Regions from separate parts of the Triticum aestivum genome. Here region 2 is linked to region 1. The links are chromatin contacts, called in public Hi-C maps. All regions are on one chromosome and are shown on one strand. The core of a region is the stretch at or near the end of the contact, and the rest is flanking DNA. Distances in the headings are between cores, read along the strand shown. Region 1 holds the start of LOC123122786 (AB hydrolase superfamily protein YfhM). Region 2 holds the start of LOC123122834 (microtubule-associated protein RP/EB family member 1C).

Region 1 (4,950 bases), core at 1,433-3,932:
TTACACTTTTTTTTAACACAAACGCAGACGCTCATATACTCAATTGTAAGAACACGCACCCTACTCCTAGAAGCACCTCCCAGAGACTGAACTGACACATCATCTTGAGATCATCAAAGTCGCCACAAATGAACATTGGAGTTGTTAAAACAGTAGCACGATTGGTGAAACTAGCATGATTCACCCCTTGCGGCATGTGCCTTCGTTACATTATGTCCTACCAAGCTAGAGACGATCTTCGATTCGAATCCTGGGAGTTCCAACTGAAATCCAGATAGATTTTGGGCGAAATACACGATTCCATGAGACACTAAACACTGGCGTTCTAAAGGATTAGAGGACAACACGGATCATTATATATTTATTATTGCTGATAAAACTAGCATATCCATCACTGGAAGCACGGATAATATATGTTCACAGCATTGCAGAATATGTACGTGCTTATGAAACCGAGTGCAGGCCAAGCATAGCAGTAGACCGTATTGTCAAGCCACAGGATGGTCCTTCAAGAAGCCAAGGAGGAACTCATTGACCTTGTCCGGGAACTGCTCCTGAACGAAATGGCTTCCTTCAGGGATGTAGGTGATCTTCAGATCCGGCGCAAACTTCTCCATGGTGCCATTTTTCAACACGGCCTCGACCCCGGGGAACTTGATCACGTAGTCTTTCTCCCCCATGGCGACGAACACCGGGACTTCGAATTTTGGGTCTTCAATTGGTTGCCTCTTATGGAGAGACCTGTCAAGCGTTGCAGCACACATGTAATAATATCTGTCAATACTTGATGAACCTAATACCACAAACTATTGAGTCACCACAATTTTTGGCACATAATCTAAGGCACCTTTAAGAGAATGGAAATTAGTAATCGCTGCGTTTACCTGTATGGCATCTGCAGTGGATACACGAAACCAGACTTCTCATAGAGGGACGTGTAGATTGCAAGATCCTCCTCAGTGAACCACTCTGGAAGGGGAGTCGACAGGTCCGCGAGATCCATGATTTCTTGATCTTCCTTCGCTATCGGGATTTCGCTTCTAGAGAAGAGAATGTAGATGGTGCGCACGACTCGCTTGACGTCATACCTGCCAAAGTCTGCCTCTGCTCTTCCTGGTTCCTGCAAAGCACAAGCTTTTTGTATCATATCATGAGAAGAACTCTCTAGTCATGTGCTTTGACATGGGACTTTCAGGTTAGGGTAAAAACCCGCCAACGCAGTATATAGAAGCCTTCGGGCATGGCAGTGAAGGAGGAGCCACCGTGAAGAAATGGGATGCCCAAACACATAACGCCGCATGTGCGGCTGGGGTGACGAAGAGCAAAATCATAAGCTAGCATGGCTCCGAAATCCTTTGCCACAAGGTAAGCCTGATGTGAAGCAAAATGGAAGTCATCAGACGAGAACGTTGAAGAATAACACTGTTTTTAGTGAGGGAATTATCTTATTTTGTATGCTTAAATAATGATCAATGTCGACCAGAAGGGCATGTTTTACTCTCGGTGCTGCCTATATCCCATTGAGTGCCAGCTTAAAACACATCAACTCGATGGAACTGATACCAATCTTTGTTTGATACTCTAGATGAACAAATGAAACAACAGAACTGTGACAAATGTGCCTCTTAAAAGTGCGAGAGAGTACTTTTAAGCACGCTATGAAAAAAATTCTAATTGTGTTGATGAAACATTAGACCTGTTTCAGAAGAACAATATACCTGTTTTCATAGGTACACATGAATTCTGGAAATATAGTACAGTAATAGACTCGAGTGGTTGCCCGAGGAAGAAGAAATGGTTATGTGTTTGTAACTACACCAACTCTACCATGATTTCCTGTTTAAAACCTCCATAAATTTCTGCAAATTTCTTACATATTTAAGCAATCAATCTCAATTGCTTCAAATATCTAGTTCCATCTGAATTTTTCTCCCACGGGAACCTGGACTAGTAGAACTCACAGTGACTGGCCATGTTAGTAACTCTGCACGACCGCCATCCCACGCTGATTTTAAGAGACAAACAACAACCAAGAATTCCCTTTTCCCCCCAATCTAGAACTGATCCCTGATCCGGACACACTAATACCCCCAAAATGTCCAAAAATTCAGGGCCAGAGGGCACCTTGGGGACGGAGAGCGCATCCAGGACGGCGAGGAGATCCTCTGTCAGGTCGCTGTAGGCCGCCGCCTCCGGCTCCGGTGGCTGGTCGGAGAGGCCATACCCCCGCCAGTCCGGCGCGATGGCGCGGTACCCGGCGGCGGCCACGGCCAGCATCTGGTGGCGCCACGAGTACCATATCTCCGGGAAGCCGTGCAGGAACAGCACCGTCCCGAGCTCGCCTGCAAGCAGACAACGGTCACCACTCACATTGGCCGGCCTGCCGCGGGCGTGGTCGAGGGAGGGAGGGAGGGAGGGGGCGCTGACCTGTGCCTGCTTGCGCTACGTGGAGGCTGAGGCCTCTGATGGCGAGGTGGCTGTGCTCGATCTGCTGCTGCTGCTCCACCGTGGCCATGGCTTGCGCCGCCCTCTGCTCCTCTCCCGTCACTTGGAAGGCTTTCTGGTTGCCCGTTTCTTTCTTTAGAGCTTGTGGATGGAGACTGCCGGCTGGTTGGTAACAACGACAGTAGGCGGAGATGCTGCCGAAGAACAGAGAGCACCAGTTTTGTCTGTAGCACTGCCCACCAACTAGCTTCCACAAAGTTTATCCACGACCGGGATAGTGCTGGTCGACCGGTCGGTTCGTCTTGCCCACTTCTTCCTCTTCAAACGATCTGATTTTATTAGCTCCTCCCTTCACAGATATAAATGTTTTCGGTTGTAGATCTCACTACGTGCGTGCATGTAGGCGGTTGCGATTTTTTATTTTTAATTTCGTTGCATGTGGTGACTAATCCCGTGCATATATCTCGGTGACTGGCTGGTGTAGGTAGTTTGCCATTTTTTTACCTGTGTTTGCAATGCATGGGTGTCGTCAGGTGGTAAGGCATTGTAGACGTGTTATCCTTGCCGCTTGATACGTGTTGCTTCTTTCGTATTCGGCCGTACCTTCTCGACGTCTTGGTGAATAATCGCACCTTCTAGCCTGATCCTTGGTCGTGCCTTCTCGACGTCTCGGAGGATCGTGCCTTCCTGGTCCTTGGCCTATAAATATGGGGATCCCCGTGCTCCTTGCCATCCAGAACCTCTCGCCACCGATGCCCAGCCCCGTAAGGCTGGCATAGTAGAAACTCTTGGGAGCCTGTCGCCGCCGAGACCAGCCCCGTCAGGGCAACATTGTAGAAACTCGGCGCCTGCACACAACGGAGTAGGGGAAACGGTGACCACGGGCTAGAAACTCGGCGCCCGAAGATGAGCATCTCCAAAGCAAGCACACCCCTGGGTCCACGATTCGTCGATGTACGACATCTGGTCCCGGTAGGGCCGGAGATGGCGTAGCCGGAGGATCCGCTGGGCAGCGTCCGGCAAAAACCAGAGCCACACAGCAACACGGTGAAGGACGCCAGCGTGGACGGGTCACTCTGCCCGCGGGTCGTCTCTTGCCGTAAGGTTGAGCATGATGTGGCGCCTCGACGGCCATGGCACGTCGCAGACGGTGTCGTCAAGCAACGACGATGATGTCTGCGGTGATGTTGTGTGGAATGCGATGTCCGCGATGATGTTGTCTGGATCGAAATAGTGGATCCGCAGTGACGGTGGCGAAGCGCCGGAGCTGATTGCCACGGAGACATAGAGGAGGACGAGGGAGAGAAGCACGGTGGTCTTTGCGCCGTGCTTGAAGCCCTGTCCTGACTGTGAGGTTGCTACTACGACAGGCATGCGGTGAGCCGGCGTTCTACTGGTGCATCCACGATGCTGTTACCGTCGGCTTCCAATCCCCGGTCAGCCCAATCGAGTGCCCATCGAAGAGCTCCCCATCCCCATCGCCGTCCTGCCACTGCCATCGCCTCCTCCAAGCCCTGGTTGCCGCCTGATTTCCTTCTTCCGTCCCGGCCCGATCTGATGTCTCTCTGTTACTAGCTGCCATTACTTAGAAGAAAGTGTAGAAAGAAAAGAGTCATTGGACATTGATGATTGGTTGCGTGCGGGGTTTATGCAGTGCAGGAGGAATTTAGGAGTAGAAGACAAGCGAAGGCGACGACTTCAGAGTTTAAAGGAGTAGGCTTCCTAGAAACTTTCTTCTGTTTTTTTCTGTGTTTTGCCGGGTGGGATGTGCTGTGGTAATGCTCTATTATGATAGGTGGTGCGCGTTTCTGTCCGGGCAATTCGGTCCTGACGAGTCCACAGATTGGGGCAACATCCCTTTGAAATCCTATTTTGTTTTCTCTTTGTCAATTATTGTTTGTGGGAGAGACAGGGAGCTAGGATGATGGTTCATATTAATTGTTTCAGTTTGTCTAATTCACATCTAGATGTTTTTTAAAGATGTCACATATAAGCTCCCATAAATATATAATGCAGCAACAAGAAACAAAAAAAACTAGGACAAAAAAAAGACCACAAACAGAGTGGACATCGGTTTAGATGTGACATAACTATGTCACATCTAGATGTGTCCTAGACAACCCCTAATTTTTTTGGTATACGGAAATGGTGTATGCAAATGAATTTCAACATTAAGCTGCAATTTTTTTCTCAGTTAACATCAATGTAGTTTATCTAAACATCTTTAGCAATCAAGATTAGTTGTTGGATGTTTCCTCTAAGATTGGGCTAGAAAGTAATTATACGCCCCTCTCCATGATTGTGTAAATTACTCCATTTCTGGATACATTACAATGTTGGTGGACATGCCTCTCAAAAGTTTCTCTTCAAAAGTTTTCCAAGAAACTCTCAAACCTAAATGCTTTCCAGCCTTTTCTATCTTTTCTGTAACAGGTTGCATGTTTTATTAATAGGTAGACGCACTTGGTATTAACCATGCTTTATTAGCAGGTTGATGCAACTTGT
Region 2 (4,793 bases), core at 1,775-4,274, 610 kb before region 1:
CCCACCTCAAAAAAAATCACAGGGCCACCGAGCACTAAATTCAAAGAAAACTTACCTTATGGTTGCATTTGTAGAAATTCCGATGCACGTTGCCATTTCTTGTTCCCATTTTGAACTGCTTCACGTATAGGATTCAGGCGCCAGCACAGAATAGGGATACCCGCTAACAAAATCAGAGCGCAGCAACCTTTTGGGAATCGAAAACAGACCGTCTTGCAATAAAAGAGGCAGAGCAAGGAGCACCAGTGACTACATAAAAGAGGCTATTCAATAATAACATGTTGCAGAAGGCCACAAATGCTGTGGCAGATCGATCACAGTCAAAGGCACACACATTATAACACCAAACAACAAACGAAACAACCGGCAATGACAACAACTTAGCCCCTGCAATTCGGTCCCTCCTTTCTTTCAGGTGAAGCTCATCAACGGTGAGCCGCACAGCTGCACATCCGAGACGTCTGAGAGCCTCATCCTGGAGCTCGACCCCATCTCGAACTCCTCCAGGTCCGAGATGCTCTTCCTCTTGTGTGCTGCCGCTGCTTCCTGCCTCAAGCTCTCCTCGGAAGAATCCTTGGGGGTGATGCTTGGGGCCTCAGACGCCTCCAGGATCGGGCTCAGCATTGGCTGCTGCTGCATCTGGTTCTGCTGCGCCACCATCTCCGCCTGGGCTTCTGCCACCGTCGAGGGGTCATCCTCCGAAGCGTAGAGTATCTTCTGGATGGCCTTAACAATCTGCACACAGGATAAAGATGTCATCATCAACATTGCCCTGCTGTTGTACTCTACAAGCATGGTGTTTACACTTGTTCAGAAGGTTTTTTTTAAGACTCGTCAACAGTGCTGAACACAGTAATAAGTTGGGTATGATGACCTACTGTTGCATCATTGACAAGCTTAAAACTCAGCAACTGACACAAACTAGGAGAATGGTCAAGCATTTCTGCTACTTACCGGTAAATGCTCAACCTCTGGGCTCTGGCACAAGATCTCGACGTCCCGCAGCTTGGAGAAATAGAAATCCCTCTCTTTCTCGGCGCTATCAACAAGGAGTTTCAGCTCGGTCATCTGCAAAGTATCATTGTCAGAATACAGGACTTGTGCAATGCCGAGAGACAGCAAGAACGTTATGCTCAGCGCTCATGCCAAGTCACTCTCACCTGTGCATCGTAAGCTGGCGCTGCAGCTGGAGGTGGCTTTGCGCACCGCTGTGGAGCATTTGAAGCATGCCCATTGGCCCGTTTAGCAGCGTGCGGTGGAGGCTGAGCTTTGTGGGTGGCGGATGCAGACTTGGCAGGTGCCTGGGAAGTCCCTGATGTCCTTCTGTTGGTGTCTTTCCCACCCTTGCTACTTTCTCTTCTCTCAGAAGCATTGTAGCTGTGTGTTCATAACACAACAAGAGACAAGTGTTAAGAGGATTTTAAACAGATATGATTAGCACAATTGGTAACACTAAACAGGCTGAGAGCATTTGAGAGATAGCAACAATTAAATTGGTCATCTATGCTACAGAAAGAAGGGGGTTGAGTACCTGGTCATGAATCCGCCATTGACAGAATCACAATATCTTTTCATCCACTGCATGAACTCTAAGTTGTCAAGAGGTCTTCCTTTGATGAGCTTATTCACTTCAATATGCTGCAACAGTGAGAAAAGATCATAATGTTCAGTTACATTAATAGTCTCTATGGAATAAAAAGAAGTAAGGATATAAGCAATAATAATCCAGATTGCTCATAAGGATCGAATTTCAGTTTTCACAGTTCTGATGACAAACGGCAATTCTCCACACAGCAAAAAACACCATTATTTAGGTTGTACACAGTTTAAAAATACTATATAGCTAATAGGGTAACCTTCTTTTCATTGGGCTTATGAACTTGAACTAATTCAGATCCGTATTTTTAGCAGCCTAAAAAATTGATGACTTGACCCTTCACTTCCACAATCCACAAAACTACATATACCCATCAAATTACTAGCCAATTGCCTAATTCATGGCTCAGTGTCTGTATATTGAATTCTGGTGACCGCAACTCCACAATGAACTGATAAACCTACAAATTCTTAGTGCATCTAAGTGTTCTATGCCTTGGTATTGTTCGGTTGTCTCAACCTTAGAACTGCATACAACTCTGGCACCACTGAAATAAAACACAAAACTCTAGAAATCCACTGCAATTTCTGGTAACCAAGCGTAGTTGCAACCTTGGGTCCTCTCCAAGTCCATGCAGTAGTACATACCACTGGATCTAGAATCAGAATTCGGGGCAATCAATCGTTTCTTACAGAAACTACAGGCTACCGAACAAACACGCGCCCACACAGCACGGCCAAAATCTAAATCAGCCTCGTGTGCGGAGTAATCTGGCGGCATGAGCAATACAACTAACGCCACATAAATTCGCTCAAGAGGGGGGGGGGGGGGGGGGGGAAGCGCACCTTAGTGATCTTCAACTTGTTGAACACATCCTGCAGGACCTTGTAGTTCTGGATCATGTCGTACTCGTTCTTGGCGTCGAAGTTGACCTTGTGCATGGGCACCGCCCCGGGGTGCGCCGCGTCCATGAGCTGGCACGCCACCGCGCCCGACGCCGCCTGCACACGAGAATTCCGGCCGCGCGCCATGTCAGCATCCCGAAACACAACGAATCGAACCCGCAGATCCAGCAGAACCCCAGCGCCTGGAGGCAAACCGCGCGGATCGGGGGACGAACAGCCGATTGAAACACGAGGTGGAGGGGGGAGGGGGAGATCCGTGCGTACCTCCTCGACCTTGGCGAGGCTGAGCTGCAGCGTGGTGTTGATCCAGGCGAGGATCTCGTTCCGCCCCACGAAGTAGGCGCCGTCCATCATGCCTATGTTGCTGACCGACATCTCCGCCTCCCTTGCTTCTCCGCCGCCGGAGACGCAACCCAGACCTGTTCTCGCGAGGGACCAGGAGGAGGAGAGCAGAGGAGCGGGGTTGGGGTTTCGCGAGGAAGGTTTTCGAATGCGGCGTTGGGGATTCGGCCGAGATATAAGGTGAGAGAGACTTTTGCGCCGGACGGTTCTGCCCTCCTAGGTCTACGGTGCGGCCAGGGCTGGGAAAGGGGTTCAGATTTCGACGGGTATGCCCGGGCGCAGGGCGCGGGTGGACGGCCGGATTCGTCCGACCGTTGGGAGCGGCGCGGGTGGCCAGGGTGCATCTCCTTCACGTCTCTCGCGGTGTGAAGGCGACTCGCGTTGGGCTGGCATAGCTGTGGCCTATGGGCTACGGTGGAGCGTTTTCGGTTTCAGCGAATTTTGCCCGTTGCTTTTTGCTAGAGGAGTAATCGCGTGTGATCGAACGGGTGGTTCTGCTCCACCAAGCCTGCGAACTTCCTCGTTCAACCTTCGCTACGATTAACCACGCGATCATGTAATTCGATGAACTTTGTTTTTAAATTCAATGAACTTTTTTCAAATTCAACGGACTTTTTTGAATTCGATGAACCTTTTTACATTTTTTTAAATGAAAGGTGTTTCCCCCCGCCTCAACTTTTATTAAAGCAGCGCTGTTACTTTTAAGCAGACTGTTAAGCAGCGCTCGGCAAACCACAATCAACCAGACTGTTAAGCAACGCTCGGCGACAACCAAAATAGCTGCCATAAATCGATTATACAGGGTTCACATAAACTACCTCATTACATTTTAGAAGAGTTTGACAGGGGGACCAGAGAAAGTGCACAAAAGATAGACTCAATTTGGCACACAAAATAGCACCCTTCCCATCCCCATTTTTTAGCCACTCCAGGCGATCCTAAGCAACTTCCCTCTTTGATGATCCAAAAATTTTAAGCACCGGAGAAGAAGAGCACCCCGGGCCTTGGTACTTAGGATTTTCCATTGCCTGATCATAGCCCCAACCAGATCCAAGACACAGCGTATACTTCATCATCTTCTTCCCTGAAAGACAAAGTCACTGCGCAAAAGCCATAAGCTCCACAAGGTAGCAGATGTAGCAGTGTTGAGTGCTTCATAATGTTTCTTTTTCTTCTAGAAGGAAGACAAGGAAGTGAAGGAAACAGGAATAGGAATGGCAAAAGATTAAGCAATAATGGACCGGATCTCTTTAGCAACAATGCAATCAAAGAAAAGGTGTTGTATAGTTTCAAGTTCACTACAAAGACACAAGACATATCCTCTACATGTCTTTTTGGCTAGGTTATCTCTAGTTAAACTTTGGTTATTAAACATCAGCCATAGGAACACATGGATATTTGGGGGAACCTTAATTTTCCAAATTGAATCTTGGATCTCAGAAGAAACCCCACCAAAATCGACCATTTTATAAAAAGATTTAACGGAGTATTGGCCAGAAGTTTCAAGGGTCCAAACAGGACAATCAACATTAGTAGAAAGAGTAGTTTGTTTCACCAAGTTTAACAGGATAAACCATCTAGACAAAGTAGTCTCATCAACACATCTCCTGAAAGTAAGATGCAAGGTCTCCCCATTCCAAACTTGAGCAAGATTAGCCTCTTGCTGCTGAAAGATGTCAAACAAGTCCCAGAATGAGGTCTTCAGGGAGCAATCTCCAACCCAATTATCATGCCAAAAGGCAACTTTTCTCCATTTCTAGGTGTCCATCTATAAAAAGTTTTTGCAGCAGGAAAAGCCCAAGAGATACTCTTCAGAAAAGGAGAGCCCAAGGCAGGTTTGGCATAAAAAATATTAGGTTTGTTGATGGCATACTCGAAGAAGATTTTTTTTCCAATCATTATCTCTACCATCATAAAATCTTTTATCCCAAGAAGCAAGTAGAGCCATG

What was found. A called contact is a pair of places that touch in the nucleus more often than the background predicts.
Region 2: a contact with region 1 is called in a Hi-C map of leaf, with 4 times the contacts expected there. The contact joins the promoter of LOC123122834 here to the promoter of LOC123122786 in region 1. A contact is called at or near these places in 2 of 5 Hi-C or Micro-C datasets (both in leaf).

What each region holds. Positions count from the first base shown.
Region 1 is chr1B:339,851,242-339,856,191 of IWGSC CS RefSeq v2.1, reverse strand. It overlaps LOC123122786 (AB hydrolase superfamily protein YfhM), which reads right to left and starts at 2,682. Exons shown (of 5, transcript XM_044543127.1): 1 at 2,428-2,682; 2 at 2,125-2,342; 3 at 1,210-1,371; 4 at 885-1,120; 5 at 334-741. The coding sequence starts at 2,515. The coding sequence ends at 489.
Region 2 is chr1B:340,461,519-340,466,311 of IWGSC CS RefSeq v2.1, reverse strand. It overlaps LOC123122834 (microtubule-associated protein RP/EB family member 1C), which reads right to left and starts at 3,024. Exons shown (of 6, transcript XM_044543193.1): 1 at 2,767-3,024; 2 at 2,443-2,598; 3 at 1,532-1,638; 4 at 1,161-1,377; 5 at 955-1,068; 6 at 251-735. The coding sequence starts at 2,877. The coding sequence ends at 412.